7 separate regions of the Mus musculus genome follow, and all the other regions are linked to region 1. A link is a contact called in public promoter capture Hi-C data. All regions are on one chromosome and are shown on one strand. The core of a region is the stretch at or near the end of the contact, and the rest is flanking DNA. Distances in the headings are between cores, read along the strand shown. Region 1 holds the start of Lnpep (leucyl/cystinyl aminopeptidase). Region 2 holds the start of Zfp758 (zinc finger protein 758). Region 3 holds the start of Wtap (Wilms tumour 1-associating protein). Region 4 holds the start of Zfp942 (zinc finger protein 942). Region 5 holds the start of Zfp983 (zinc finger protein 983). Region 6 holds the start of 9330136K24Rik (RIKEN cDNA 9330136K24 gene). Region 7 holds the start of Zfp53 (zinc finger protein 53).

What was found. Promoter capture Hi-C pulls out the DNA fragments that hold promoters and counts their contacts.
Region 2: a promoter capture Hi-C map of pre-B cells shows a contact between it and region 1, with 5 times the contacts expected there. The contact joins the promoter of Zfp758 here to the promoter of Lnpep in region 1. A contact is called at or near these places in 2 of 39 promoter capture datasets (cranial neural crest and pre-B cells) and 1 of 484 Hi-C or Micro-C datasets (B cells).
Region 3: a contact with region 1 is called in a promoter capture Hi-C map of the HPC-7 cell line. The contact joins the promoter of Wtap here to the promoter of Lnpep in region 1. A contact is called at or near these places in 2 of 39 promoter capture datasets (the HPC-7 cell line and pre-B cells).
Region 4: a contact with region 1 is called in a promoter capture Hi-C map of pre-B cells, with 5 times the contacts expected there. The contact joins the promoter of Zfp942 here to the promoter of Lnpep in region 1. A contact is called at or near these places in 2 of 39 promoter capture datasets (liver and pre-B cells) and 1 of 484 Hi-C or Micro-C datasets (pre-B cells).
Region 5: a promoter capture Hi-C map of pre-B cells shows a contact between it and region 1. The contact joins the promoter of Zfp983 here to the promoter of Lnpep in region 1. A contact is called at or near these places in 2 of 39 promoter capture datasets (cranial neural crest and pre-B cells).
Region 6: a promoter capture Hi-C map of pre-B cells shows a contact between it and region 1. The contact joins the promoter of 9330136K24Rik here to the promoter of Lnpep in region 1. A contact is called at or near these places in 4 of 39 promoter capture datasets (cranial neural crest, frontonasal cranial neural crest, pre-B cells and 1 more).
Region 7: a promoter capture Hi-C map of second pharyngeal arch cranial neural crest shows a contact between it and region 1. The contact joins the promoter of Zfp53 here to the promoter of Lnpep in region 1. A contact is called at or near these places in 4 of 39 promoter capture datasets (cranial neural crest, frontonasal cranial neural crest, pre-B cells and 1 more) and 1 of 484 Hi-C or Micro-C datasets (B cells).

The regions. Positions count from the first base shown.
Region 1 is chr17:17,622,634-17,626,760 of GRCm38.p6, forward strand. It overlaps Lnpep (leucyl/cystinyl aminopeptidase), which reads right to left and starts at 1,856. Exons shown (of 18, transcript NM_172827.3): 1 at 1,761-1,856. The coding sequence starts at 1,779.
Region 2 is chr17:22,359,119-22,363,245 of GRCm38.p6, forward strand. Zfp758 (zinc finger protein 758) reads left to right here and starts at 2,335. Exons shown (of 3, transcript NM_001347330.1): 1 at 2,335-2,589. The coding sequence starts at 2,464. It overlaps Zfp944 (zinc finger protein 944), which reads right to left and starts at 2,282. Exons shown (of 6, transcript NM_176962.4): 1 at 2,050-2,282; 2 at 322-406.
Region 3 is chr17:12,990,178-12,994,304 of GRCm38.p6, forward strand. It overlaps Wtap (Wilms tumour 1-associating protein), which reads right to left and starts at 2,082. Exons shown (of 8, transcript NM_001113533.1): 1 at 1,900-2,082.
Region 4 is chr17:21,960,529-21,964,655 of GRCm38.p6, forward strand. Zfp942 (zinc finger protein 942) reads right to left here and starts at 1,936. Exons shown (of 6, transcript NM_001199048.1): 1 at 1,728-1,936. It overlaps Zfp943 (zinc finger prtoein 943), which reads left to right and starts at 2,031. Exons shown (of 4, transcript NM_001025373.2): 1 at 2,031-2,291. It also overlaps the pseudogene Gm7805.
Region 5 is chr17:21,648,795-21,652,921 of GRCm38.p6, forward strand. Zfp983 (zinc finger protein 983) reads left to right here and starts at 1,817. Exons shown (of 7, transcript NM_001357098.1): 1 at 1,817-2,078; 2 at 3,009-3,151; 3 at 3,473-3,551.
Region 6 is chr17:21,533,504-21,537,630 of GRCm38.p6, forward strand. 9330136K24Rik (RIKEN cDNA 9330136K24 gene) reads right to left here and starts at 2,375. Exons shown (of 3, transcript NR_131123.1): 1 at 2,320-2,375; 2 at 925-968. Zfp52 (zinc finger protein 52) reads left to right here and starts at 2,036. Exons shown (of 5, transcript NM_144515.2): 1 at 2,036-2,330.
Region 7 is chr17:21,487,280-21,491,406 of GRCm38.p6, forward strand. It overlaps Zfp53 (zinc finger protein 53), which reads left to right and starts at 1,709. Exons shown (of 5, transcript NM_013843.3): 1 at 1,709-1,986; 2 at 3,947-4,037. The coding sequence starts at 3,977.

The DNA.
Region 1 (4,127 bases), core at 606-3,105:
TAAATTAGCAGTATCAGAGTTATATGTAGTTCCTGCTTTCCTTCTTAAAGGAGGACAGCATTAACTGAAATGACACATTGCCAATCAGCCTTCAACACCAACTGTGAAAAACTGGTAGACAGAAAAGAACTAGAAAAGTTGACCTTTTGCCTCTTTTCTCTAGGATTTCTCCATGGTCTTCCCAAATGAGACAGTTTGTAAATATATCTAAAGGAGGATATTCTATGGGAGGAGAAAAGATTTTAACTTTATGGTGTGAAAATGTACTTTAATTATGTAGGGGGGAAGTTCAACAAATCAACCAGGGAAAAACCTGACTAAATAAATGACTCATTCTTGTTTTCAATTGGGTAAGATTTCATAATTAAAAATCTTACCTACATATTTAAAACAAGGAGGCTCCAATAATTCTGCCTAGAAGGAAGAAAACGTCTTGGAAAATTTTATACCTCTTTTAAGCACATTTTACACTCAAATCCTAGATGGTCTCTATGGTGCCTTTCAGTTCAAATCTTCCTTAATTCTCTGAGTAAGTTTACCAGACTATTCTTAGAAACTTGGTAATTACAAATAGAACACATATGAGAAAGAAATTTGGAGTTAAAGCTGTCATTACTAAGCCTAATTAAACACTGCAGACAGAAAGATGGCAGGAGAATAAAGCATCCCGAATTAGGGAAAAGGAGAACATAATGAGTAGGTCACAGCTCCAGCGATGTGGTAAACAATGTTAAAGAACACAACAAAGTCCAGCCTAGGCATTAGAGTGGATAGAGTGGGTGTCCCCTCCCCCTTCCCAGTTCCTTAAGTGGCATGCGACCCCCCTCCCAACAATAATATGCTTCTCTCCCATTAATCTGACTTTCTACCTACCTGAAGTAACCAACCACACTGGAAACACATGCCAAGTAGAAAGTGGATCCTCTAATCTCATTAAGCCCTACCCTTTATTAGCAGTTTTCCTACTTTCCATCCTAAAGTGGAATCCATATATTTAAACACCATAAAATGGTGAGACATCATCTCACCTCTATATTGAGACTCAAGCACTACAAGCCCAGACAAAAGCCATGAAGTAAAGGGCCGTGGCTATTTTCTGGACACAGACTGCTTTGACTTTCACACACACACACCCATGCCACCTTATGATATAAGCCCAACAAGGGCCATTGATATTCAATGGATCTCTAACTAGAAGATCAAACATCACTAGCTGGTAAAAAGAAGTTTGGTCGACCTGCGGAGCAGCGGTAGGCAGACGGGTGGCAATGCGGGGCGGCATCTTCGCCACACCGAGCAGTACTAGCCAGCCCCCGGTAAGTTTCCTTCCCTGCAGTGCACTAAATCACGCTGCCAGCCGCGGCCCCACCCCGCCCTGTTACGGAAAGGCATGCGGACAGCTCGGTGAAGGACGGGCGGACAGCTCCAGGCTCCCCGCACGAGTAGGCTTTCGCCGGGGCCGCAGCTTCTCCTGGCCGCGGCCGCTTCCCCCAGGACCAACGCCGTTGCCAACTTTGCCGCCGCCCCCTCCACCGCGCAAGCATCCCAAACTTTGCCGACTACCTCACCTGGAGGTTCGGGGCTGGCCCCCGGGAGAGGGCTGACCTTCACGCCTGCCCCAGCCGACCCTGGCCCCTCTGCCGCCCCCCGGCCCGCCTGGGAAACCCTTGGCAGGGATGCCTGCAGCCTGACCCCCTTGCCACATCTGACCCTCTGGACCCTGAGAGCCCGGGAATCCGCGACTCGGGCTAGCCACTCACCATTGGTAAAGGACTCCATCTTCGCCCCGCCGCGGGTCCTTACCAGCCCAGCGCCCCAAGCTTCCTACTCCGAGAGCCGAAGCGGTCCTGACGACTGAGCATGCCCAGCAAAGGCCTCCGAGGGCTGCCGGGGAGGTGCGGCGAGGGGCGGCGCCGCTCCGCCGCACGGCAACAACACCTTCGTTCCGGGTTTTCGCAACTGCTGCAAAAGACCCACTGAGGCGTGGACGCTAAGCATCGCTCAACCCTAGGCCCACTCCGCCCAGGGGCGGCGGGGAGGAGCGCAGTGCTGGGGCGGGGCTTAGAGCCCCACCCCCGGAGCTCACTTCTAGCCGCCGCGCTGTCTGTGCCGCAGAGCTGTAGTACCCCGGTTCAGACAACTGGTACACCTACTACTGCATCCGGCCGTGTTTCGGGTGCGGCCACCCCAGTACTGAGCCCGGAAATGCGGCCGGTGATGCTGTCGCCAGAGGGGTTGTCGCCCTTCGCGTTCTGAAAGCAAGACAAGGCCCAGGGTGGGTCGGCCTCTACGCTGGGCTAGCCCGGGGCGGCGCTCTTCTTAACCGCCGGAGCAAGCCCTGCGGCGGTGGTCGGCCCGACTTCCCTCCTTTAGCAGAACGCCCTGCAGCAGCTGCTGCTGCAGCAAAGCCGGAGGCCAGAGGAAGGGAGGGGCCCGGGAGTCGATCGGTGCCCTTTGCTTAGGGCTGGGCTTAGAACTGCGAGCAGATCTCAAAACCCGGAGCGGGGTGTAGGAGAACGGACCGTGCGCGCAGAGGTTGTGTGCAGAGAGGCCCGCCTGCCTAGTCCTGTCCTTACTCGACACCAGCAGTTGGCTGCTCCCAGCCTTCAGGGTACACGGCCTGATTCCGCGGGGCTAGACCGGAGGGAGCCAAGTTCCCCCTTCCCCTAGTACTCGCGCCTTTGCCTCGGGCCCCATTGTTTCCGGTGCCAAATCGGGGCGGTCCCCGGCAGCCTACGAGACACGTAGAGACCGCGTTAGCTCCTGCTAGCTCCTGTTTCTCCAACTGCCGGAAGTCAACACCCCGCGAAGAGGCTCCCCCATCCCTCCCAACCGCAGCCACAGCTCCTCTTTCCTCCCCACTCACTGCTTCGTCCCCTGCGGCGACTTGGCTAGGCCTTGGCCTCACTGCGCGAGCCAACTGTCACACACTCCTCCTCCCAGGCTGTCAACCCGTGCAAACAAAATCTAAACCTGTACAAATATCCTGGGCGAAAGAGGAGAAAGGGATGATGTTCGATCGATAAGGAAATTCTACGTTCAAAGAAGTAAACCCGAAGTGCAGTGTTTTTAAGAGGTCGATTGTATTACATCCACTACGTTCCACTCCTGTTTTACAACGCCCTGTGAAAACCAACTGTACTTGGAGTAACCACTAAACTCCTTACCTAACTCTGGGACCTCATTAACATTCTCGCCCTTTAATGGCCCCGAAGCTTTCATAAGGCTCCTAGAAGTTGGCGCGATTTATTCAGCATCGTTAACCGTACCTTTACTTATTTTTTTTTAAACAAAACAAAACCCTCCTTGCAAAATTGTTCCACAGCTTTGTGTTTTGTTTGCTTACTTCTTCCTGTCATTTTCTTAACTCAAATGTCACCCCTACAGAGAATCCTCTGACCACACACCTAAAATAGCAACAAACACAGTGGGTTCTATAAAGATTCCTCCTGCCATTATGTTCAGAGCACTCTTAGCTGTCAAAAGGCTTATTGTTTATCAAGAATACAAGATCAGTGGGGCAGGTTTTTTTTTTCATTCATTTTTTTAGGGCTATGTCCTCATTTTTAATCGTTACACAATATATTAAATAAGTACAGTATAATGTTTATATTTCTAATTTACTGCCCACATTGAAACCTTTCCACTGAATGTCTTTATAATGAATGTCTCCAGTTGGTCTGTTTGTGCTCAGTACAAATGTTCATGACATCATATCTCAACGCTGCTACTGCCTTTTCACTGTGTGAAAGATAGGCTGAGTCCTTAGGCTAGTCCCCATATCGGAGCAATTCCGAACCAAAAGTAGAAAATGAACCACAAGAACTCTTGTATTCATGGATTTTGTTCAAATGAGCCTGTTTCACATTGGTATTGCTTAGCTAAGAAACTCTTCCCTATTAGGTCGTGTTTTGTTCTTTTGGTGTTATTTTTGGTGCCAGAGCACTTAGTAGCAGTTATTTAAAACTCCACAACATGATAAATCACCTCACCTCACCAGCAAGCTACAGTCTATCATACTTTAAGTGTGAATCACATTACCTTGGGTTTTGTTTTTAAATTTTCAGCTCTGAGACTGTGTGCTAAAGTGTTTCACAATTTGCATTCATAAATTTGGGAGAATCAGG
Region 2 (4,127 bases), core at 1,085-3,584, 4.7 Mb after region 1:
TAACTCTGAAGAGGAGCAAGGGAGACTGCAAGAAAATTATTCTGACCTACATACAACATTCATACTGTTGCACTCCTCCTAAGTGAGGTCTCTGAACAAAATCCTGAGTGCAGGGTCTAGGCATTTCTACTTCTGCAAGAAGTCCACAGTCAACCAATCATGAAATGAAAACAAATCAGTTAAGCCACATGTGCATGGACACAGTGCTTTTTTTCTAATGTAAATGAGCAATCATAATTATTCAAAAAGGGCTAATTTTGTGTTAATTAATATTGAGTTTTCTAGCTAAAAAAATAGATTAGCAAGATCTAATTCACTTACCGCATGCATACCAGGCTGGCCAAGACCTTATTAGGTCTCAAAGAAACTCCGGATAAACTGCTAACTCAGGTGCCCATTAACATAACTAATAGGAAGGAAAGAGAAAATATAACATATTTGTGAAATCAGCTAAATCTACCTAGATTAGAATATATTAAAAGCAAATTTATTGGGAAGCTGGTCTTGGTTTAGTTCACTGGTCCCAGTGATTAATGCTGGGAGAGTTGCCATAGGAGGCGAGGGGGGGAAGGGCATGCGAAAAATAACAGGCTTCTAGAAATAAGAAAAGGAGAAGGAGGAATAGAAGAAAGAGGAGAAAGAGAAGGAGGAGGAGGAGTGTTGTGGGAAATATTAAAAAACAAACTGGCATGTTTCGGCACTTGTGTCTCTGCCCAGGTGGCCTGGCCTGCCATGCACTGGCGTGCAATGGTCAACCTGTTTTTAGCTCTTGGAGACTCTGATTCCAAGCTCCACAATCTTGCAACCCAGCTCTCTAGGTTCCCACTGGCAGGTTGTTACCACAGCAACCCTGTGCTTTAAGTCCCCCACATCGTTTGTGGTACACATCTGGCAAACCCTCGCTTTGCTGCTGTACCTTTCTTTCTTGAACCCATGCAAGCCACTATGTGAAGGATAATGCAACACAAACTTAATTCAGAAACAATAGTAACTCAATCTCTGGGCACAACCCTGAAAACCTAATCTTGTAAGCCTTGTACTCTTATTCTTCTAGTGGTTGATCCTTGTGGATCTGCCATGATACTGGGACACTCAAGCAGCTACATCTTACCCATATGCTGTCTTGGTTCCAAAAGGACCCGACTCTCTCTTGTTTACTCTCTTCCTATGTCCAACCTGAAAGTCCCATGTACTCACCCAGTGATTGGCTCCTATATTCATTAGGGGACTGGTTCACAAGAACAGGCCCATCCACAGTAGAGGAGGAAGAGGAAGAAGAAGAGGAGGAAGAGAGATAGAGACCAAAACGTTTGGATTATATAGGGAGGCACCTCTAGTGGAAGGGCAACCAGGACCCTGGGCTGAAAAGTTAGGATTGAGGGCAGGGCCTCTCAGGTTGGTAGAACCCTGAGGTCAGGTCTGCTTTGATATTTAAAATATGCACCTCAGTCCATTGTCCTGGCATCCAAAACCAAACAGTATCAAAGGAGACAACTTTGGCTAGGTGCTTTCTTGGCTCCCGCTTCTTCTCTTGCCCCCTATTCTCTCTTCCCTTCTCTTCCTTTGTCCAACTCCACCTCTCTCTTTCCAATCACATCCTGGTTAAGTCTGGACCCTTACTTTCTGAGTCAGTCAAGTCTGCCCTGGTTCCTCTTTTTACTTCTACCTACAAAGCCCTCTGAGGATGCCTATTTCCCAGGCCATAAGCCACTCTCTCCTGAGTAGGCAAATGATGGGTCAAGGGAGTTAAGAAATCTAAGTTCGAGAAGCTTTGTAACTGCTGTTACAAAGAGAACCCCGTGTGCAAACTACAGTACTGCAAATGTTCTACGACACTATTTTCGGAAATCATTCTGGTAACCATAAGATAAATGAAAACAAACAAACAAACAAACAAAGCACGATACACCCAGTTCATAGGATCTCAAACCTCCTGACAATGATAAAAATCCACAGCATAATTGTGAGCGCGGCGTCCTTAAGAGCAACTGCAGAAAACAAGCCCCTGCTCCGCTCCAGCCCATTTCCCAGCCCCGCAGCTCCTCTGACCTGGAAGGTTCCAGGGCCGCCGGGCTGCGGTGCCCCCGGCTGCGCGGCTGATGGCTGACTCTCCCAGGTCAGCACAGGAAACCGCATCTGAGGAGAGTTACGGCCTTCGAAAAGAACCAGGCCAGGGTAAGTCGCCCGCAGTGGGAGTAGAGACAACTTGGCTCCAACAGGTACCTAAGGGGACGCGGTTCCCAGTCTCTGGCCACGATCTTTGGAGCGGCTCCCCTAGCCCCGCCCAGGACACCACGGTTCCGGTCACGTGACAGCGCTAACGCCTTCAGGCCCGCCGCTTTCACTTCCTTAATTACGTTGGTAGAGTCCGTCCAGCTGCGTTCTCTTCTAGGTCGCCAGCTCCAAATGTCCAGGCCAGAATGACGTGAAAAGCCACCACTCCCCTTGCTACCTGTGTAATCCATGTGTACTCGAACTGAGCGCTGGTTTTTCGGCCCCAGTTTCCTTCGGAAACCGGAAAGCTCCTCAGACTCTGTTTTGTGGCTGCGGACCTGGGAGAGTCAGCAGCGCAGCCCTGGAAGGTCCCAGGTCAGAGGCGCTGCGGGGCTGGGAAACGGGAGGGAGCGGAGCGGGGAGGTGGGGGGGGGGGGGGGGCTTCCGCAGCTGTTTTTATGGACGCCGCTCTCACAGTTCTGATGTGGATCTCTTACAGTTGTCAGGAAGTTGAGATCTTATGAACAGTTGGTCTATCATGGTTTTTTTTCATTTATCCTCCAGTTAACAGAATATTCAGTCGTAAAATAACTCATTAAAAATGATAGACCAGTTGTATTATCTGCTGTTTGCTATTGTGTCAATCACAAAGCTTACGGAATGTAAATTTATTCATATTTTCTAACTCCTGTGTTTTACTAATTGCTTATTCAAGAGGATACGTTTTACCCTGCTATGTAGAACTTTGTGTATATAGTAATCATATGAAGAACCAGTGCACACTTTTTTGAACGAGAAAATATACTTTGTGTTATGCTACGGCTATGATTGTAAACATTACTATTTACTAAGCATACTTTTTATTGCCCATGAATTATTCGTCTGAGTTGTATGCAGTTTAGGATGTAAGTAAAGCATTCAGAAATGCGTCTTCATATGCTGATTTATTTTTTAAATTGCCTAATTTTTACTAGATATTTTCTTTATGTATATTTCACATGTTATCCCTTTTCCTGGTTTCTCCTCCGAATACACCGCCTCACCCCCTGCTCCCCAACCCACCCACTCCCACTTCCTGGCCCTGGCATTCCCCTACACAGGGGCATAGAACCTTCATAGGACCAAGGGCCTCATCTCCCATTGATGACCAACTAGGCCATCCTCTGCTACATATGCAGCTGGAACCTTGAGTCTCACCATGTGTATGTTCTCTTTGGTTGGTGGTTTAGTCTCTGGGAGCTCTCGGGATACTGGTTAGTTCATATTGTTTCTCCTATGGGGCTGCAAGCTCTTTCAGCTCCTTGGGTCCTTTCGGTAGCTCCTCCATTGGGGACCCTGTGCTCAGTCCAGGGGTTGACTTCGAGGATCTACCTGTATATTTGTCAGGCACTGGCACAGCCTCTCAGGAGACAGCTCTAACAGGCTTCTGTCAGCAAGCACTTGATGGCATCCACAATAGTGTCTACGTTTGATGACTGTATATGGGATGGATCCCCAGGTGGGACAGTCTCTGGATGGTCATACCTTCAGTCTCTGCTCCACACTTTATCTCTGTAACTCCTTCTATGAGTATTTTGTTCCCCTTTCAAAGAAGGACTAAAGTATCCACACTTAGGTCTTCCTTATTCTTGAATTTCATGTGGTTTGTGAACTGTATCTTGGGTATTCTGAGCTTCTAGACTAATATCCACCTATCAGTGAGTGCATACCATGTGTATTCTTTTGTGACTGGGTTACCTTATTCAGGAAGATATTTTCTAGTTCTATCCATTTGCCTACAAATTTCATGGTCATTGTTCTTAATAGCTGCGTAGTACTCCATTGTGTAAACGTACCACATTTTCTGTATCCATTCCTCTGTTGAGAGACATCTGGGTTCTTTCCAGCTTCTGGCTATTATAAGTAAGGCTCCT
Region 3 (4,127 bases), core at 832-3,331, 4.6 Mb before region 1:
GCATATGAATCAGAAAATGGCCTAGTCGGCCATCAGTGGAAAGAGAGGCCCATTAGTCGTGCAAACTTTATATGCCTCAGTACAGGGGAACGCCAGGGCCAAGAAGTGGGAGTGGGTGGGTGGGGGAGCGTGTGAGGGACTTTTGGGATAGCATTGGAAATGTAAATGAAATTTAAAAAAAGGAAAAAAATGAACTAGAAAAAAACCAAAACAAAAACAAAAAATACAAGTCATAACATAGTGTACAAACACACTCATCTGTTTAAGAGTGAAGAACTAAAGCACTCTTAGAAACCCATCTGCCCAAATCCTTAAAATTCAGTTTCAATCATATCAGAAGCCATCCTGTAGACTGCAACCTCCCCTAACTTGCCCCAGCAGTAGTGAATGAATGAGTGAAACCTAGCCACCTCAAAAATGTCTGTTTTCAATAGTTTCAAATCGTCTACATGTTTACCTATAAGAAAACATGATGCTTGGTTTAAAAGAAAAAAAAGCGTTTAAAAAAAAGGCATTTAAAAAATTTTTAAATTTATTATATGGTAAGTACACTGTAGCTGTCTTCAGATACACCAGAAGAGGGCTTCAGATCTCTTTATGGGTGGTTGTGAGCTACCATGTGGTTGCTGGGATTTGAACTCAGGCCTTTGGAAGAGCAGTCAGTTCTCTTAACCGCTGAACCATCTCTCTCCAGACCGCATTTAAAAATGTTTTATGAATGTTTTGCACGTATATATGTGCATCACGTGCACGCCTGATGCCACCCACTGAGGTCAGAAGTGGGAAGTCAAAATTCCAGAACAAGAGTTAAGGATGGTCAAGAGCCATCATTCCGGTGCTGGAAGAGAAACTGCTGAGCCAACTCTCCAGTCCCAAAGCTCAAACATAAGCTAAAGGGAAAGAAAGGTAGAATTTGTAGTAACTGATCTGTGACTTCCACCTATCTTTCCAAACAATAAAATTAACTAAATGAAAAGGCTAGGGTAGAGCGTGAAAACGATGAAAAAGGCGTAAATAAAACGTAGAGGATTATAACATGCTCCTTGAAGCTTTAACAGGCTCACCGATCTTTACAACCAGCTTACAGTGTATTCTTAGTCCTTTGGGGTCAAATTAACTGACTTCCTCATTCTCAAACCAAGAACTGTGGGCTCGGGGAATTGCTGAACGGCAGAAGGCTGGCCTAGCGTGCATGCACAAGGCCTAGCCGCCCCCCACGCCCATAAAACATGTACACAGAGAGGAAAACTTAGGTCTTGTTCTACCGTGCACCCGCTGTCTTATGCAAAACAATTTTAAATACGGTCAAATCAGCCATACAGAAATCCAAAACTAGACTAGAAGTTCACGAAAAATTCCACTAAGCTGTCAAAAAAAAAAAAAAAAAAGAACTACTCTCACAATGCATGCACTTATGTAAAAATGGAAGTCCACAGGTGAACGTGGTTGCAAAGACAAGCTACTACGTGGTACGGAATTGTTTTTAACAAAAAAAAAACCCAAAAAACAAAACAGAATGCTTCACTTGTGCCATACAGAACTGTGGGTACCTCTGGGTCCCCGGTGACGAACCCTGGAAGGTGGGAGGGGGCGACAGAGGCGGGGAAAGGACCGGCATGGCCAGTCAGCCCCGAGAGGGCGGCCTCCGGCCTCCCCGCCTCCCCGGCCGCGGGAACGCCCGCCCTGTCCCCTGCCGTCAGGGACGGAAGTAGAATGGCCGCGAAGCGGTGCAAGGATCCCCACGGGCAGCAAACCGCTCTGCCTAACGGGAAACCTGCACGGCCGCAGGCCCGGTCGCCCTTCCGGCCCGGAGTGCATTTCCCCGGGTCTAGGGCGGCCGCGCCTCGCTCCCCGGCCCCACAGGCCCTCGTGGCCATTCCCGCTGCGGGCTGCACCTACCTTCCCAGCCCGAGGCTGCGCGGGCGCCGCCAGTCACACAGGCCGAGGCCGCGCCGCCGCCGGCCCCCCCGCGCTCCTCCCGCCGCAGCGCTGGCGAGAACCTTTATTTGCGGGTCTCGCAGCCACAAAATGGCGCTGAGGGAGGAAAGCCGGCCCTGCCGCCGGCCCCGCCCCGCCCGGACTGCGCCCCGCCCCGAGCGCGCCGCGGAGACCCCGCCCGTGGCCCACTCACCCGAGACGCGCCTCTCGGGCGCCTCCTCGGTCACCGCGCCGGGCGCCTCTGGAGAGAAGGGGCGAGGGGCGGCCGGCTCGGCCCCGCTCGGGACCTCGGGGCGCGGAGAGGCAGCGGCACTACGCCGCCGCCGCACGGAGACAGTCCGCGGAAGCCCGCACCGGCCCCGTCGGGGCTCTGCAAGCTCAGCGGGGCTGGGAAGGGAAGCGGCCGGAGAGAAGGGCGGGCCCGCGAGGTCGGAGGTCACCCGCGAGGCATCTCGGGACGACGGCCGCTGCCGGACAAGCTCGGCGGGGCCACCTGCGGCTGCTGCGCGGCCTGGGCGGAGGAATCCGAGCCGACAAGCGCGTGATTGGCTCTTCCAGGCAGTCTCACAGCTCAGGATGCTTCCGCGCATCGTGCCGGAACGGGGAGACAGCGGCTTCATGCTTAAGCGCCCCTCGTTTTAAGTTGGGGGCGGGGGAGGGGGACTTAGAAGCCGTCGCCGTTCTTGGGGCCGCCGGCTTTGCCCCGGGGCGTCTTTGGGTTTGAGTCGAGGAGCCAGGAGGCTGCGCGTGTGGGCAGACTGGAAGCCCCGGGAAGGCAGCCGGGTGAGGGTTCTGGAGTACTCTAGCAAGAACAGCGGTGCTCGGCAGTCTCTTCAGCACTTCCCAGATGGGACAGTCATATTTAGGCTTAGTCGGTTTTATGAGCCCGGTTAATCCCCAGCGTAGGTGCCCTGCCTGAGATCATTTATAAGGATACAGTTACAGTAGAGACCAGATGCCACCACTAGGTAGTTTACATCGCAGGGTCCTTGGAAAACTAAAGAAAATGGAGAAGGACGTGAACAGATGGTTCACAGATCCTTAAAATATTCCATAGAAGGAGGATCAACTTTGTTTATAATGGAAATATACATTGAAATCCTGTTTCCTGGTGAGGATGCAGACATTAATAGTTATGTGTTACTTTGGAATGAGTCCTGGCTTGAGTGAATAAAGCAAGGTGTAGAAATACATATACACATATATGTAGGCACATATCGAGAAAATGGAAGAATATTGCAGAAACTTAATAGTTACTCAAAAGAGGGTAATGGCTGTAGGAGATAAAGGTAGAAACAGCAAGACTTGTGAGTTTTCAAAACTTATGAAACGAATAGGTAAAACAAGAAAATCCCTCCAGAGTCCAAAACAAATTGAAAGGAATCAATTCAAATTAAAATTGATAGCGGAACTGAAAGATACACAAAAGAAAGAATATAGCTGCAGTGTTTGAATTTCATGCTCTGGCTCTGTGCCTACAGAGGGCTCTGTCCTAGATACCTAAGAATCACTCAGTTTCACTAAGTGATTTGTAGTTATAACATTGTTGCTATGGTTTTGAAGTTACATATATTGTAGTACAAACATTTTAATGTTACTTTCTTCAAAGATTTCTAGTGTAAAAGATAATGAGATACAAATTCAAATACCAAAGAAGTTCAGAGACACTATTTTAAATTTAAAGATTAACTTGGGGCTGGAGAGATGGCTCAGTGATTAAGAGTACTTGTTGCTCTTTCAGAGGACCTGGATTCAATTTCCAGCACCCACATCATGGCTCACAATTGTAACTCTAGTTCCAGAAGACCTGATGACCATTTCTGGTCTTGGTAGGCATATTGTGGTACAGACACATATATTTGAACACATTGTACTAGTCAGGGTTCTCTAGAGTCACAGAACTTATGGGTAGTCTCTATATAGTAAGGGAATTTGTTGATGACTTACAGTCTGTAGTCCAACTCCCAACAATGGTCAGCAGCAGCTGTGAATGGAAGTCCAAGGATCTAGCAGTTGTTCAGTCCCACAATGCAAGCAGGTGAAGGAGAGAGAGCAAATCTTCCTTCTTCCAACGTCTTTTTGTAGGCCTCCAGCAGAAGGTGTGGCCCAGATTAAAGGTGTGTGCCACCTTGCCTTTAACCACAGCTGACCTTGAACTCAGAGATCTCCCTGTCTTAATTTCCTGGAAT
Region 4 (4,127 bases), core at 686-3,185, 4.3 Mb after region 1:
GATTATTACTCAGCTGTGAGCAGATCTAGCTGAGCAGTGGGAGGCCTGTATATAGGAAAGAAATTCTTCAGAATGCACCTGAAACTTTTCATAAAACAAAAATGAAAAATGGTTACACTTGTCCAAAGGAGACATGGAGGAAGAAAGAGAAAATATCATGCCAAAGTCTCGTTTTCTGTGAGGATTTCATTTTACTCTATGAGATGTGAGACTCATTCATACACAGTTCACACAAATGCAGAGTTGTTTTCCCAGGACCTCTTAGTAGGGGCAAGGAAGACTACAAGAAAACTATTCTGACCCACAGAATCAAGGCTGCTGCACTTCTCTAACAGGTCTGTGAAAAAAAGCCCTGACTCTAGGGTCTAGGTGTTCTCACAACTACAAGAAGTCCAAAGTCTGAGAAACTACTAACAACAAACTATGAAACAAAAATAAAAACAAAATAAAACAAAACAAAAAAAAATAGTTTGGTCACATGTGCGTGGACACAGTGCTTTTCTTGAACTAAGGAGACATTTTTCTGATGTAAGTGAGCAATCACAGTTATTCAAAAGATGCTTTCCTATTTTTAAAAACTCTATACTGACTTTTCTATCTATAAAAACATCTTCCTCTCACAGCATGCATACTGGGCTGGACTATATCACAAGAGGAATGGCTAACTTAAGTGCCTATTAACACATCAAAGTCGACATTTTTGGCTAGAAGCTTTCCTGGCTCCTGGTTTTTCTCTTGGTCCCTCCCTGACCCCCATACCTAGTTCAGTCTGGACTCTTCAAGTGGCCTCTGGTTGTTTTCTGGTTCATACTGTAAAACCCAAAAATACCGTGTAAGCACCACCTTCGCAAGAACCAGGTACCTTCTTGGAATGCTGGGAGTTTTAGTTCTTGAGAAAATTGCAAAACCTCATGCATGGGAAAGTATGGTGGCCTATAGGTTTGTCTTTATAAAGCTCTGGAGCATGTGACCAAAGTCCATCTCTTGGTTAGTATTTAACAACCCTTACTCAAATGGTGGAATTGTTTGTTTGTTTGTTTTCTCCAGCTAATCTGAGCATTATCATGACCTACAATTAACCTTCTCCTCAGCCACACCTTTGGACAGTCATCATCTCATTTTCATTCAGCCGTAAGGTGTGATGTTAATAACTAAGCATATGAAGACACATGTCTGAATGCTGTATTTACATCAAAGAGAGCATGCATCTAAGATGGAACTCTAACGGGGAGCAAAACTTTGGTCAGTAAAACTTAATGTTTACAGTCATAATTTTGGTGCTTCGTAATGTATATTTTCTGATTCACTCAAATGTGTACTGGTTCCTCATAAGACTAATATCTACAAAGCTCTCTGGGAATGCCTATTTCCCAGGCCAGAGGCCACTCTCTCCTGAGTAGGCAAATGATGGGTCAAGGGAGTTAAGAAATCTAAGTTCGAGAAGCTTTGTAACTGCTGTAACAAAGAGAACCCCGTGTGCAAACTACAGTACTGCAAATGTTCTACGACACTATTTTCGGAAACCATTCTGGTAACCATAAGATAAATGAAACAAACAAACAAACAAACAAACAAACCACGATACACCCAGTTCATAGGATCTCAAACCTCCTGACAATGATAAAAATCCACAGCAGAATTGTGAGCGCGGCGTCCTTAAGAGCAACTGCAGAAAACAAGCCCCTGCTCCGCTCCAGCCCATTTCCCAGCCCCGCAGCTCCTCTGACCTGCAAGGTTCCAGGGCCGCCGGGCTGCGGTGCCCGCGGCTGCGCGGCTGATGGCTGACTCTCCCAGGTCAGCACAGGAAACCGCATCTGAGGAGAGTTTACGGCCTTCGAAAAGAACCAGGCCAGGGTAAGTCGCCCGCAGTGGGAGTAGAGACAACTTGGCTCCAACAGGTACCTAAGGGGACGCGGTTCCCAGTCTCTGGCCACGATCTTTGGAGCGGCTCCCCTAGCCCCGCCCAGGACACCACGGTTCCGGTCACGTGACAGCGCTAACGCCTTCAGGCCCGCCGCTTTCACTTCCTTAATTACGTTGGTAGAGTCCGTCCAGCTGCGTTCTCTTCTAGGTCGCCAGCTCCAAATGTCCAGGCCAGAATGACGTGAAAAGCCACCATTCCCCTTGCTACCTGTGTAATCCATGTGTACTCGAACTGAGCGCTGGTTTTTCGGCCCCAGTTTCCTCCGGAAACCGGAAAGCTCCTCAGACGCAGTTTCCTGGCTGCGGACCTGGGAGAGTCAGCAGCGCAGCGGCGGGCACCGCAGCCCGGTGGCCCCGGAAGGTCCCAGGTCAGAGGCGCTGCGGGGCTGGGAAACGGGAGGGAGCGGAGCAGCGGGGTGTTTTACGCAGCTGCTTTTATGGATGCCGCTCTCACAGTTCTGTTATCTTACCGTTGTCGGGAAATTGAGATCCTGTGAACTGGGGGTCTATCATGATTTTTTTTTTCATTTATCCTCCAGTTATCAGAATATTCAGTTGTAAAATAACTCATTAAAAATGATAGAGCAGTTGCATTATCTGCTGTTTGCTATTGTGTCAATCACAAAGCATACGGGACGTAAATGTATTCATGTTTCTAACACCCGTGTTTTACTAATTGCTTATTCAAGAGAATACCTTTTACTTCGCTAAATAGAACTTTGTATTTATACTAACCATATGAAGAACCAGTACAGATTCTTTTTTTTTTTGAACGAGAAAATATACTTTATGTTATGCTATGGTTGTGATTGTAAACATTAATATTTACTAAGTAGACTTTAGTGTTGTATGCAGTTTCGGATGTAAATAAAGCATTCAGAAGTGCGTCTTCATATGCTGAGTTCTTATGGTACACCTTAGGGCCAGGCAAGCTCACTATTGCTATGTGAGTGTATCAGACCACTCTATTGTTATGATTAGAAAACCCAGTATAGATTAAAGTTTTAGAAAGCATCTTTTGTACAACTACGATCACTCTCCTGTATCAGAAAAAAGATCTCTGTGGTTGAAGAAAAGCGCTCTGCACCTACATATGTGGCCAAGCTTTTTTTTTTTTTTTTTTTTTTTTTTTTTTTTTTATTGTAGGGTTTGTTATCATCAAGTCCTGTGGTTGTGGACATCCTGTAGGAGTGGGAATGCTTAGACTCTGCTGACAGGGATTTTTGCAGAGATCTCCCTTTGGACAAGTGTAGCAGTCTGGTTTCTATGGGAGACAATAGTTTTCTTGCAGTCTCTCCAGCTTTCTTTTCAGGATTCCTGGGAGAATGACTCTCTTTGTGTCTGAGCTATGTGTGAATGAGACTCACATCTCACATAGTTAAATGAAATCTTTAGATTAAAAGGGACATTTTTATTTCTGATATTTACTCTTTCCTTCACAGTTTCCTTTTTGGAGGCATCATTCATGAATGTATTTATGTATTTATTTATTTACTTTCAACACAGCAAAAGCTTTATTTGTACAATCTTTACTGGACAATTTGGGGCTGTGTTACTGAGTAAACACCTGTCGTCTCAGGCCTGTTACTAAAATGGTAATAGATACAAATCAGACTTACTGGTGACAGTCCTTTTGGTCCTGTCTTATTTATAACAGTTTCTATAGCACTGCAGCCTTCAGTGGTACTGTACCACTCTGGAAAAGATACCTTCAGGCTCCTTTCCATCCCCCAAAGCTGCAGCAAATCCTTCCTGCTGCCTCCTCTTAGCCAAAGCAGCCAAAGATTTAAGCGTCTATGGTTCGTAGATGGCCAGGTCCACAGGTACTTTCCGGTTGAGCTCCACCTGGCACTTCATTAAGTTGACAGTGAATTCGGGGTACTGTAAGCCATGCTCCTGGGAGGCAGCTGTAATTGGATTAATCCAGAGGGTCCTCAAAGTTCTGCTTCTTAAGTCTGTGGGACTTCGTACACGAAGGCTCTGGTCACCGCCCTGACTGCCAGCAGGTAGCAGTGATTCTTCCTTCCCCTAAAATCTTAAAATGTAGAGCATGTTTCAGCACCTCCTATACCTGCCAATAGCGACCAGTGAGGCGGTTCCGCAGCCACAGCCACGTCATAAGGAATACCATGATGGGCTCCCGAATCCTGAGGACGCATCATTTATTTTTGTACCATGAAAAGTTCTGAATGCTTTCTTATGAA
Region 5 (4,127 bases), core at 567-3,066, 4.0 Mb after region 1:
CTGTGCCCCCCAGAGCTGACAGCGGGCCAGGCAGCAGAGACCATGGGCTACAAATCATAGGCTTGAACGCCAGCCCTTTCCTAGACACTGCCTCTGAACCATAGCTTTTTAAGCTGGGGACTGATGTTTGCCTAGTCAGGGGTTCGGGGGTTGGAGGTGCAAGGCTAAATGCCTCTGCTGTGCAGTTAGTCCATCAATCACTCTAAGAGCTGGCTGCATGCCTCCTGTAGCCAATAGTTACAGTGAGTCACCAAAGTCTCCATAAAATGTGGGGCTCCCACAGGGAGACTAATGACAACTCCTGACTCTTGATATTAGCTCTTTCTAAAGCAGATAATGAGTCCAGCATGGTGGCACATGTCTGTAACCTTAGCATGCTAGAGCCAGAGTAGGTTCATCTCAGTGAATTCAAGGCCAACTTATCTTGCAAAACAACAACAAAGTCAACAAAAACAAAAATCCCATAAGATACTGATGCTACCAAGCAATAAATTACAGACTGATGTAATCATTTAAACTGTTGCCTTTAAAAACAGGTTTACATGGCAAAATCCTGTCCTGAATGAATGAATGAATGAATCCTCCCAATCTTTCTATTATTAACTATTTTACACTCACATATACATGTATATACACACAGAATGTGTGTGTGCATTTGTGCGCTCACATCAAATACTGCCCACTCTCATCTCCTACCTCTCCACTATCCTGGTTCACAATTCCAACAGTCACTCTACTGTGTCCATATCTATTCATATTGCTTGTGATCCACTGAGATGAACCAGAGCCATTTGTGAGACTGTGGGTTTGGAGCCTGATGTGTGCTGGACCCTGATATGCTAAAGGCACATCACTCTTCTAGAATCTATGAATCTATCCATAGTCAACATCTGAGAGGTTGTGTGTGCCATTCCCTAACCTACACTGACTGTGGTCTTGTGTGAGGCCAGTGCACATAAAGACAGCTGCTGTTGGTTACTGATTACAATAGTTGTATGGTCTGGAGAATGCTGTGTCGTGTCTTAGCCTTTCCCCTCCTTTTTCCCTTCTTATTTCCTAACCACCTCTTCTTCCTTGGTGGTGTCCCCAGAGGTAGAGATTGATGGTGTAGCTGACGGCTTAAGTTTTACTTATTTTCTCTATCAGGATAGTCAAGAGTCTCTGCACCCATCACTCTATTAAAAAAGGAAGGAAAGAAGGAAGGAAGGAACGACAGAAGGAAGAAATTCTATATTTTCTCTCAAAGGACTTTAAGTATGAGTCATAGAAGGCTAATGTCTTTCTGAGTTAGTGAACTGGCAAGTCTGCCTTCTTGTGGTGAAAGCAGTACACTGCGGGGTGAATTCTGCCTTGGGCTGGTAGCAAAAGCTACCAGATCTCTGACTTAAGTTCTTTAAATGTCTCTCCCTAAGTCAGAATTTCAGTATTTTGGCTTCTCATGTTTGTGTGTTGGGATGGGAGAGCCTGTTGCTGTTTGGTATGAACTATGTAGCCCAGAGGCTGGTTGTCAAGTCCAGGTGTCAGGCTATCTTGGATATAAAGGGTTCAAAACTCACTGTGTGTGTCAAACATTGGGTGCACAGCCTCCTAGCAGGTCCACTTCTCACTTCTGGTCTAGGCTGGCAGCAAGCATGAGGGGAGACTGTTCAGCCTGACATCTGGAGCTGTGTGGAAGGCAGCTTGACACAGAATGGGAGGGAGCTATCTCCGTAAGGCGGGGCCACTTACCCGGAAACAGAGGGTGTGAGGATGTGGCCTGTTGAGGCGGGTGTGTGATGTAGAAAAGTGTTCAGAGTGGGAGGAGTTAGGGGGTGACGTAAACGGAAGCTGGGAACCGGCTGATGAGGCCTGGGTAGTTGTACTGAGAGCCAAAGCCTGAGTGTCAATGACCTGTTCAGGTGCAGAGCAAGCAGGCCTGCACCGTGGGGAATCATGTGGTGCAGACCTGGGGTCAGAACACAGGGTGGACTTCGGGGAAGGTAAAACTCGGGGCTGACGTGGGCGCCGCGCGGGGAATGGTGGGGAAGTCTGCAGTGCAGCAGCTGGACCCGCCTCCCTACCGCCCTGGATCCTCCCAGGTCAGAGAAGCTGAGGGGCTGGGAAAGGGGAGGGAGGGGACCAGGCTGTGATCAGTTTCTCTGCTGTTCCTAAGGAAGCAAGCTCTGAAGTTTTGCTGTGGGTTTCTTCCCTTGTCAACACAATTTTAGGTCATATGAACTGAAGTAATCCTGATTTGTTTTTTATTGTTCACCTGATTGCCAAAATATTCATAGTAGAGTGGTCTAGGAGAATATTTGAATTTATCTTTTGATGCTTGCAAAACAGTTCTCTTTATTTAGGTGAAAAGGACAAAGCTCTTGGAATTTACATTCATCCATGCTAACTCCCTTGTTATACCCGTGAACATACTTGGTGACTTGGCATCTGCTGAGAGCTTTTAGACAGCAGTCATGAAAGGAGTGGCTGCAAATGTAATTGAATCCAAAAGCATATTTTTTTGCGAGTTTCATAGATATGGTTTTAACCATTAACATTTAAAAGTAAACTCTATACCCACCATTACCTTTCCTTCGGAGACATGCACTCCCTGATGTAAATGCAATATTCTGCTATAAATGCACCAGGCTTGTTGGCATGCATCTTTAATCCCAGCATGGGGGAGGGAGGACAGAGGCAGGCAGATCAAAGAGTTGGAGACCAGCCTGGTCTGCTTGGTGAGGTCAGGATAGCCAGAGCTACATGATGAGCTCCTGTCTCAACAACAACAAAAAACAAAAGGACAGAAAGAAAGAAAGAAAGAAAAGAAAATCGTGTTTTTGTGCTGAGTTCCTAGAACCTGGAAAGGCACAGTAGGCTATTTGAGGGTATAGGTCACAGTATTTTCACAGTTTGCGCATTATAAACCAGGTGGTATTGGCACACGCCTTTAATCCCTACATTTGGGACTAAAGGTGTGCACCAGGACAAGGACTTAAACTGCTGTTTTGTATTTTGTGGTCATTTCTCAGCCACTGGTGTGACTGTGGACTTCCAGAAGAACAGGCAGTGTCAGGACCCTTCTGGGAAGGCCTTGTTGCAGAATTTCAGCACTCTGGTTTGTGTGGGTGAGAACAGTTTGCTTCCAGCCTCCCTTGTTCCTCCTCAGGAAGAGGCAAGTTATTCTGCAATTGTGAGATCTTTGACAGTGTAAAGCTTCCATCCTTTTTTAGTCCATAATAAATTCAGAACCTCTCTAGTGTATCATATTCTCATCCCAGTCATTCAGTTCCATTTGTGCCCCTGAGACTTGACTGAGCTGTGACTGAAAGTGAGGTTCAAGTTACACTAACTGAAAATGCTTCCTAAATATTTTCAGTATTCTGACACTGCATGAGAATTGGGGGATCGCCGTAGAATTTTCTTTTTATCTCCTGAGCACAGTGCTGTGCCAGAAATGAAGGTGCTTGCTAAATACTCTTTTTCTCATGTGCAGGGTTCACTGATCACCCAGACCTGCTTATCTGTGGAAACCTAGAAGGTGGAGAGGGAGGAGACAGTACCTAAGGATCCAGGTATGTTGGAGGATTGGTGAAAGGATGGCAAGGGATTCAAGTGAATGTGGAAGTGGGACATGAAATCAGTTTTGCCACTTTCTGTTTCACTAGAAATAATTCTGGAGACTTCCACTGAGACAAAATCACCTCAGAATTGTCCTACAATTCTTCCTACACAAAAATTGAATGCTAGGAGGCAAATAAAATTTATTTGATTGTGCATGTGAGTGATGTTATGTAGAGTCCAAAATAAAGTTCAAGACCACCCAGCCCCTTCTCCCCTGAAGGGACGTTCAGAACCATAGCGGTCAAAATGACTAAGTCTGCAGCTGCCAAACCAAAATGAGCTGTTCTCAGAAAAATAACCATAACAAGATAGCAGTTCCCAGAGAAAGTCCCCTACCCTGACCCACACTAAATTCTAAGAAAGACCACAAACCACCCTGACCTTGTCCCTGAAATTCCCCTGACTCTGATAGCCATGATTTAATAGCTGTGAGGTTAATAGCTGATCCATAAGTTCAAAACATACTGTTGCTTTGCTAAAAAACCACAAGGGCAGGCAGAGTGAGCGACTAGGCCAAAGGGTTACTT
Region 6 (4,127 bases), core at 1,125-3,624, 3.9 Mb after region 1:
AGGACTTTGAAGAGCAGCAAATAGACTAATATTTAATACTTCTTGACACACACAAAAATATCAAGACTTCCTGACTCTATTATCTGATACTAAGCCAGATAATGAATAAACCTGACATGTTGGAGCATGCCTTTAATCCTAGCATTCCAGAGTCAGGAACTGCTGATCTCAGTGAATTCAAGGCCATCTTGGCCCTCAAAACTGAAAAAAAAAAAAAAAAAAAAAATCCATCAGATACTGTTAGAACTAAGAAGAAATTACACACTGATTTTTTTTTAATTGATCTAGGTATGTTATCACGGGCCTTTAAGCACAGGTTCACACAGAGAAACCTTGTCTACCATGAATGAATGCCCCGATTTTTTTATTATTAGTTATTTCACACATACACACACACAAAGATAAAATGCATGTATATCACAGCATTGTGTGTTTCTGTGCCCACTTCAAATACTGCCCATTCTCACTCCTACCTCTCTGCTATCCTGGTCCACAGTTCCAACAGTCACTTTGTTCATGTCTATTCATATTGCCTGGCACCCACTAAGATGAACCAGAGCCATTTGTGAGACTGTGGGTTTGAAGCTATGTTCAGGAGCCTGATGTGCTCAGCACAGGATGACAACTAAAGCCAGTGATTCTTCTTCTACAGTCTATCCATTGCCAATGCCTGAGAGGTAAAGCCTTTTCCCTTTCCTAGATTGACCGTGGTCTTGTGTGGGGCCAGTGCAGGCAAGGACAGCTGCTCTTGGTTACTGATTGCAGTAGTTGTATGGAGTCTAGAGAACTCTAGACTTGGAATTCTTAGCCTTTCCCCCTCTCTCCCTTCTTATTTCCTAACCATCTCTTCTTCCTCCATGCTTCTCAGAGCTAGACATTGGATTGTAAAACTGACTTTTCTAGGGTTGGGACCACAAACCTTACTTATTTTCTGCATCTGGGACGTGCAAGATTCTCTGCGTACACCACTGTACTAGAGAGAGAGAGAGAGAGAGAGAGAGAGAGAGAGAGAGAGAGAGAGAGAGAGTTAGTTCTAGGTTTTATCTCAAAGCACTTTTGGAATCATGAAGACAAACTTGTTTCTGCTTTACTAAAATGACATGTCCGCCATCTAGTGGTGAAAGAAGTTCAATGAAGTATGAATTCAGTCCTGACTGTTGAGGTCTGTCCCTGTAACATAGCTGTAGCCATTTTGTTCCATGCCTGCCAGCTATTTCACATTGTTTCTGTAATATGCCAGTTAGTCATTGACACAGAAAAATAATTTGACTCAGAGCAGGGTCGTGTTCCACATACCCTGTTATCTTCTGTGTGTTCTGAAGTTGGTTAATCTTAAGAACTTTGAAAATTATATGCTCCACTTAGGACCAATCAGAATAAAGGTCAGATAGAACTGCTCTGTCTGGCTAGCAAAAATAGCTTGGGTCAGAGAAAACCACAGGTCAGCACTTCCTGCACCTGCATATGAGCGCATTGTGATTTTTTTCATTCTTAAACCAGTCCTGAGAAGTGTTTGTGGTTGTAGCTCAGCCCCCAAATTCTGATCAGTCTTAGGGTATGCATCCAATTATCTGTCCTTGTCTGACTGAGATCAGGGTTTGTGTGGCATGTAGGGCTACTGCTGGACCCCAACACTGACCACTGAGTTCTTGAGACAACCTCCCCCCTCCCCCAAATCCACGTTCCTGAAAAGTCTCTCTCCAAATCAAAATTGAAGTATTTGGTTTTGGTTTCTCATGTTTGTGTTTTGGGGATGGGACTCTGGCATCCGAATTTAGCCTGTTGTTTGGTATGCAGTATGTGGTGGAGAGGATGATAGTGAGATGGGGATCTTAGGTTGTCTGTTTTGCATCTGAAAGATTCAGAATTCACTATGGGGATCAGATATCGGGGTGCAGGGTCCTACCAGATATAGTTCTGGTCTAGACTGGCTGCAAGAGTGTGGGGAGACTGTGCAGAGCAACCTGAAGGGAAGAGCTGTGGCAGAAAGAAGCCTGAGACAGAGTGGGAGGGGCCGGTCTCCGCTGGGCGGGCCCACTCGCCCAGAAATAGAGGATGGAAGATGTGGTACATTGGCTGGGTGTAGAGGAAGGGTGTAGTGTGGGTGGGATTAGAAGACTGAGGCCAGGGAAGCTAGGAAGCAAGGTGTGTTAGCTTGGGAAGTGGGACTAAAAAGTCAAAGTCTGGAGTGTCAAGAATCCGGTACAAGACTGAGCTGGGGTTGGGGTTGAGGGGTAGAGCGGCTGCACAGTGTGGAATCGCGTGGTGGAGACCTGAGTATGGAGGAAACGGCGGGGCTCGCAGAACCGGAAAACTTACCTATACCGCAGGTACCTTTTGAGCATCCTGGGAGAGTCAGCAGTTTAGCAGCTGGCAGAGGCAGCAGCGGGGGATGGGGGAGAGGAAGTGGGAGTGGGGGTGGGGACAAGGGAGGGAGGCGCTCGAACCTTCCAGGTCCGAGGAGCTGAGGCGGGGCTGGGGAATGGGCAGGAGTGGGAGGGGAGCAGAGCGGGATCAATTTCCCCTCTGATCATAAGGATAACGACTCTCAAAATTGTGCTGTGGATGTCAGACCCTCGTCGATAAATTTTCAGTAATATTAACTGGAATAATACTATTTCTTTTTATTGACCTTCTGGCTGATCTAGTAGAATATTTGAATTTATCAGTTAATATTTGAAAACGCAGCTCTCTTTGCTATGACGGAAAGGACAAAGCTATTGAAATTTACAATCATCCATACTAACTTCCGTATTCTACCACTTCTCTATTTAAGAAAGTGGCATGTGGTGGATTCCCCATGAGCTTTTAGTCACGAAAGGAACTCCTGCAAACTTAAATGAATTTGATTGTACTGTTTGTTGTGAGTTTTACTGGTATGGATGTAAAAATTAAGTTTTAAAAGTAAACTGTCTATCTACTATTAATTTTCCATCGGGAACGTATGCAATCTGTGATGCAAATTGTGAAAAGAGTGGCGCCAGGCTTGGTGACACTCACGTTTTATCTCAGCACTCAGGAGCAAAGGCTATATAGTGAGTTCCAGGACAGCCAGAGCTATATGGTGAGACACTGTCTCAAAAAACAAAACAATAAAAATAATTACAAAAAAAAAAAAAAAAAAGAGGAGGAGAGAATAAATAATGAAGGAAGGAAAGAAGAAAGGAAGAAAGCAAACAATCAAGGAAGGAAAGCCAGCTAAGAAAAAGAAAAAAAAATGTGTCTTCTTGTTGAGGTCTGCCCCATCTCAGAATAGCTGTAGCCATTTTGTTCCATGCATGCCAGCTATTTCAGATTGTTGCTGTAACATGCCTGCCAGTCACTGACACAGAAAAATAACTTGACTCAGAGCAAGGTCATGCTGATCACGTATCCTGTTATGTTCTGTTTGAGGTTTGTTAATCTTAAGAATTTCCACAAAGCCTTACGTAGGACCTATCAAATTAAAGGTCAACATGAACTGTTAGTCTAAAATGGCTTGAGTCAGAGCAGAGCCCTTCCTGCACCTGAATGTGATCTCATTGTGCTTTCTGTTCTTTGGGTTTTTTTCCTCCTTTTATAAGCTTACAGGAAAAGATATTTGTGTAGTTGCTCAGCCCCTGAAGTCTACTACCTGACTTATGAGTCTTAGGTTGTGCCTTCAAAAAACCATCAAGGATCAGATGGCTTACAGAGATCAGGATTTGTTTGTGTGGTTTGTTGGGCAACTCTTGGACCCCAACACTTTTGCTGAGTTTTTTTTTTTTTTAATATTTTTTTATTCTATATATGTGAGTACACTGTTGCAGGCTTCAGACACACCAGAAGAGGCCATTGGATTCCCATTACAGATGGTTGTGAGCCACCATGTGGTTGCTGGAAATTGAACTCAGGACCTCTGGAAGAGCAGTCAGTGCTCTTAACTGCTGAGCCATCTCTCCAACCCCTCTGCTGAATTCTTAATGTTGTAAATTAGAGTCTGGAAATCAGAGTATTCTCTTTGAGGGAATCCGGTCACAGTATTTTCACAGCTAGACAGGGCATTTTATAAACCAGTTTGTGGTGGCATATACCTTTAATCCTAGCACTCCTGAGGCAGAGGCAGGTAGATCTTGGAATTCTTTGCCAGCCTGGTCTACACAGTGAGT
Region 7 (4,127 bases), core at 459-2,958, 3.9 Mb after region 1:
TCTTTTCTTCATATACTGAGTACAGTACTGTGATAGACGTTTGTGTTCTTTCTAAATATTCTTTCATTAGTCATGGGCTACCTCAGAGAACACATGGATTATTACATTCAAGTTAGATCTGGTCACCTGTCTGAGGCAAATGAGATTGCCCAGAAACATGGAGATGATATAGCCACAACCATGGTGGGCAAGTGAATGAGCAGGACACAACAGGTGTCCTGCCTGTTGTAACTGTTAGAAGACATTGCACCTTATTGTATCTGAATTACAGTGACTTAACACTAGTATAAAACAAAATTTACTTGACTATGCTGATGTCAGATTGGAATTTTTTTTTTTTACAAATATAAACCTAATGTGAGTCCATGAAGTAGCATTGTTCTGTAATTGCCTTCCTTATATGTAGGTATTCATTCATATTACATCCTTCATTTTCTTCTCAGTGGAGGATACACTGATACCCTTCTGGTAAATGATCTCAGGAGTCATTGTAGAGAGTTGACTTGAGAATAACTGTAAAAGGAAAGTTAAGAAACACAACAGTGTGTGGAACTCAGACAATGGAGGAAAGAAATAAGCAATAGCTGTCCACTGCAGACCTGCCTCAAATCATCTAGAAACTCTGACATCTGGCAGAATATTTGCTTTACATCAATAACTTTTGAAGAATCTAGTGATTCTATCTCTCTCTCTCTCTCTCTCTCTCTCTCTCTTTTTCCCCCCACCCCCCGGAAAGAAAGAAAAGGCCTTTGATGTTTTAAATGGAGCCTTTAATATTACAAAGTCTGGGTCATCAAAACAGTAATCTTCATTATGGTACATTAGTTTACCCAAGTATTGTGAATCTGAGTGCATTAAATTCTTCTTCATCAATTTCTGAGAAAAAATATTTAAAAACAGAAACATGTACTCTGAGTTGCACCCTAAAGCTGATTACTGATTTCTCAATTATTTGTTTCATCTTGGTTTTTCTGAAAATCCATGCAATTATAGTATAAGAAAATGTTAACTCCCCAGAGGTCTACTTACAAATCACAACTGTGTAAGTAATGGAAACATAAAGTTAAGAAACTTGCAAAAGCTTTTAATGAAGTTTAAATCTTAAAACACCGCAATTTATATTAAACTAAAATTATGCAAAGGTAACTGGGGACCACTGATGTGGTTCATAGACATCATAGGCGGGTAGGACTTTTCAATGGCTTCTTCCTTTAAGCTGTTTATCAGGTAGGATTTTTCTTTATTTTAAAACGAAGACTATGTTCCACGTTCCTGAAAAGTCTCTCCCCAAATCAAAATTGCAGTATATGGTTTTGAGTTCTCACGTTTGCATTTTAATAGATGGCATTCTGGCATCTGAATTTAGCCTGTTTTGCTCTTTGGTATATATTATATGGCCCAGAGGCTCATAGTCCAATGGGGGTGTTAGGATGCCTATTTTGTATCTGACGGGTTCAGAACTCACTATGGGGGTCAGATACCGGGATGCTGCGTCATATCAGATCCAGTTCTGGTCCAGGCTCGCAACAAGCAGGTGGGAAGACCGTGCAGATCAAGGCCAGGTCAGCCTTACAGCTGGATCTGTGGGAGGAAGCCTGAGACCGAGTGGGAGGGACTGATTTCCGTGGGGCGGAGCCACTCACCCGGAAGCAGAGGATGGGAGGATGTTACACATTGGCTGGGTGTAGAGGAAGGGTGTGGAGTGGGCGAGTTTAGAGGAGTGACCAGCAGGGATACTGAGATGCAATGTGTGTGAGCCTAAGGAATTGAGGCTAAATAGTCAGAGCCTAAAGTGTTAAGAACGCGTTTCCGGCCTAGGGTCTGCACTGTGTGGAGTCGCGTGGTGCAGACTTGCCTGCAGAGCACACGGCCGGGGTCTCGCGGGACCCGTGAACCCCCAAAGCTACAGGTGCCAGGCGGGGCGTCCTGGGAGAGTCAGCAGCGCCGCGGCGGGAACAGCAGCCTGGCGGCCCTGGAACCTTCCAGGTCAGAGGAGCTGCGGGGCTGCAGAACGGGCGGGAGTGGAGCAGAGCATGATCAATGTCTCCGCAACTCATAAAGATGACAGCTCTCAAAACTGTGCTGTTGGATGTCTTACCCTCGTCGATACATTTTTCAATAATATTGACTGAATAGTGCTATTTTTAATTGATCTTCTACCCTCCACATATTCTCCTACGAATAACCTAGTAGAACATTTAAATTTATCGGTTGATATTTGCAAACGCGGTTCTCTTTGCTATGGTGGAAAGGACAAAGCTCTTGAGATTTTCGATTATCCATACTAACTTCCGTGTGCTACCACTTCCTTATTCAAGAGAGTGGCATATGGACCTAGGGACTATGATTCCATGAAAGCTTCTAGATATTAGTCATGAAAGGAACACCTGCAAATTTAATTAAGAGTACAATTTGTTGTGAGTTCCACAGGTATGGATGTAAACATTAACTTTTAAAAGTCAACGTTTTATCCACCATTAATTTTTCATCTAAAACTCTGTGTATTCACTCTGTGATGTAAATATAGCGTTGTGAAAAGGGTGCCGCCAGGCTTGGTGACACTCATCTTTTATCTCAGCAGTCAGGAGACAAAGACAGATGGATCTCACTGAGTTTGTAGGCCAACCTGATCTACATCGTGAGTTCCAGGACTACCACAGCTACATTGTGAGACCCTGTCTCCAAAAACTTAAATATAAATACAACAACAAGACAAACAAGGGGAAGGAAGAAGGAAGGATGGATAAGAGGGAGGGAAGGAGAGAAAAAAAGTAAGGAAGGCAGGCAAGTCAGACAAAAAAAATTTTTTTTTGTCTTCTTCTGAGTTCTTAATGTTGCAAATTAGAGCCTGGAAAATCACAGTATGCTGTTTGAGGGAATCAGGCTACAGGGTTTTCACAGTTAGACAGCATTTGGTGGTGGTACACACCTATATTCCCAACACTCCAGAGGCAGAGGCAGGTGGAGTTCTTTGCCAGCCTGGTCTACAGAATGAGTTTAAGGAAACCCAAGGCTGCACAGAGAAACCCAGTTTTGCAGCAAAAAGAAAGAGACAGAGAGAATGAAACAAAATTAAAAGGCATTAATTATAGTATATGACAATATTAGAAATAATCTTGTGAATAATTATAACTCATCTACATCAGAAAATATCTGCAATCTTGTTTTGTTAATGGTTCAAGAAAAGCATTCTGCCCATGGACACATGACTAAACTGTTATGGAAAAGTCACCATTGTAGACCAGGCTGGACTGGAATTCATAGATTTCTACCCACCTCTATTTCCTCAGTGCTCACATTAAAGTTGTGCACCAGCAGGAATGTTCAAACTGTTATCTTTTATTTTGTGGTCTGTTGACAATCAGTGGTGTGACTCTGGACTTCTCCCAGGAGGAGGGGCAATGCCTGGTCTCTGCTCAGAGGGCTCTGTACAGACTGCATGTTGCAGAATTGGAACTCTGATTTCTGTGGGTGAAAATAGTTTTCTTGCTGTCTCCCTTGCTCCTCCTTTGGGTTCTTGGCAAATTAGACTGCAAGTATGTGAGATTTCTGTGGATGAGTCTCACATTCTACTGAGTAAGGTGAAATCCTCACAGGAACAAAGACCGATTTCAGGAAATGCTTTCTCTTCTTTGGGGTGTTCCTTTGTGAGTATAAGGCTTCCATAATTTTTAATCCAGGATAAATTTAGAACCTCACTAGTATATAATATTCTCATCCCAGTCATTCAGGTCCATTTCTGCCTCTGAGATTAAACTGGGCTGTGATTGGACGTGTGGTTCAAGTTGTGGTAACTGAAAATATTTTTTTGAATATTTTCAGTACTCCAACACTATGTGACAGTGGGAAGGGTTCACTGTAGAATCCTCAATTTCGTTTCTCTTAACCTACTGAGCACATGTTAGAAATCCAGGTGCTTTCTGAGGAATCTCTTTCTCATGTGCAGGGCTCACTGATCACCCAGACCAGCTCACCTATGGAGCAGAACAAAGAGACCTGGAAGATGGAGAGACAGGAGGCAGTAGCTAAGGATCCAGGTATGTTGGAGGATTGGTGAAGTGATGGCAAGGAATTCAAGTGAATGTGGAAGTGGGTCATGAAATTAGTTTTGCCACATTCTGTGTCAC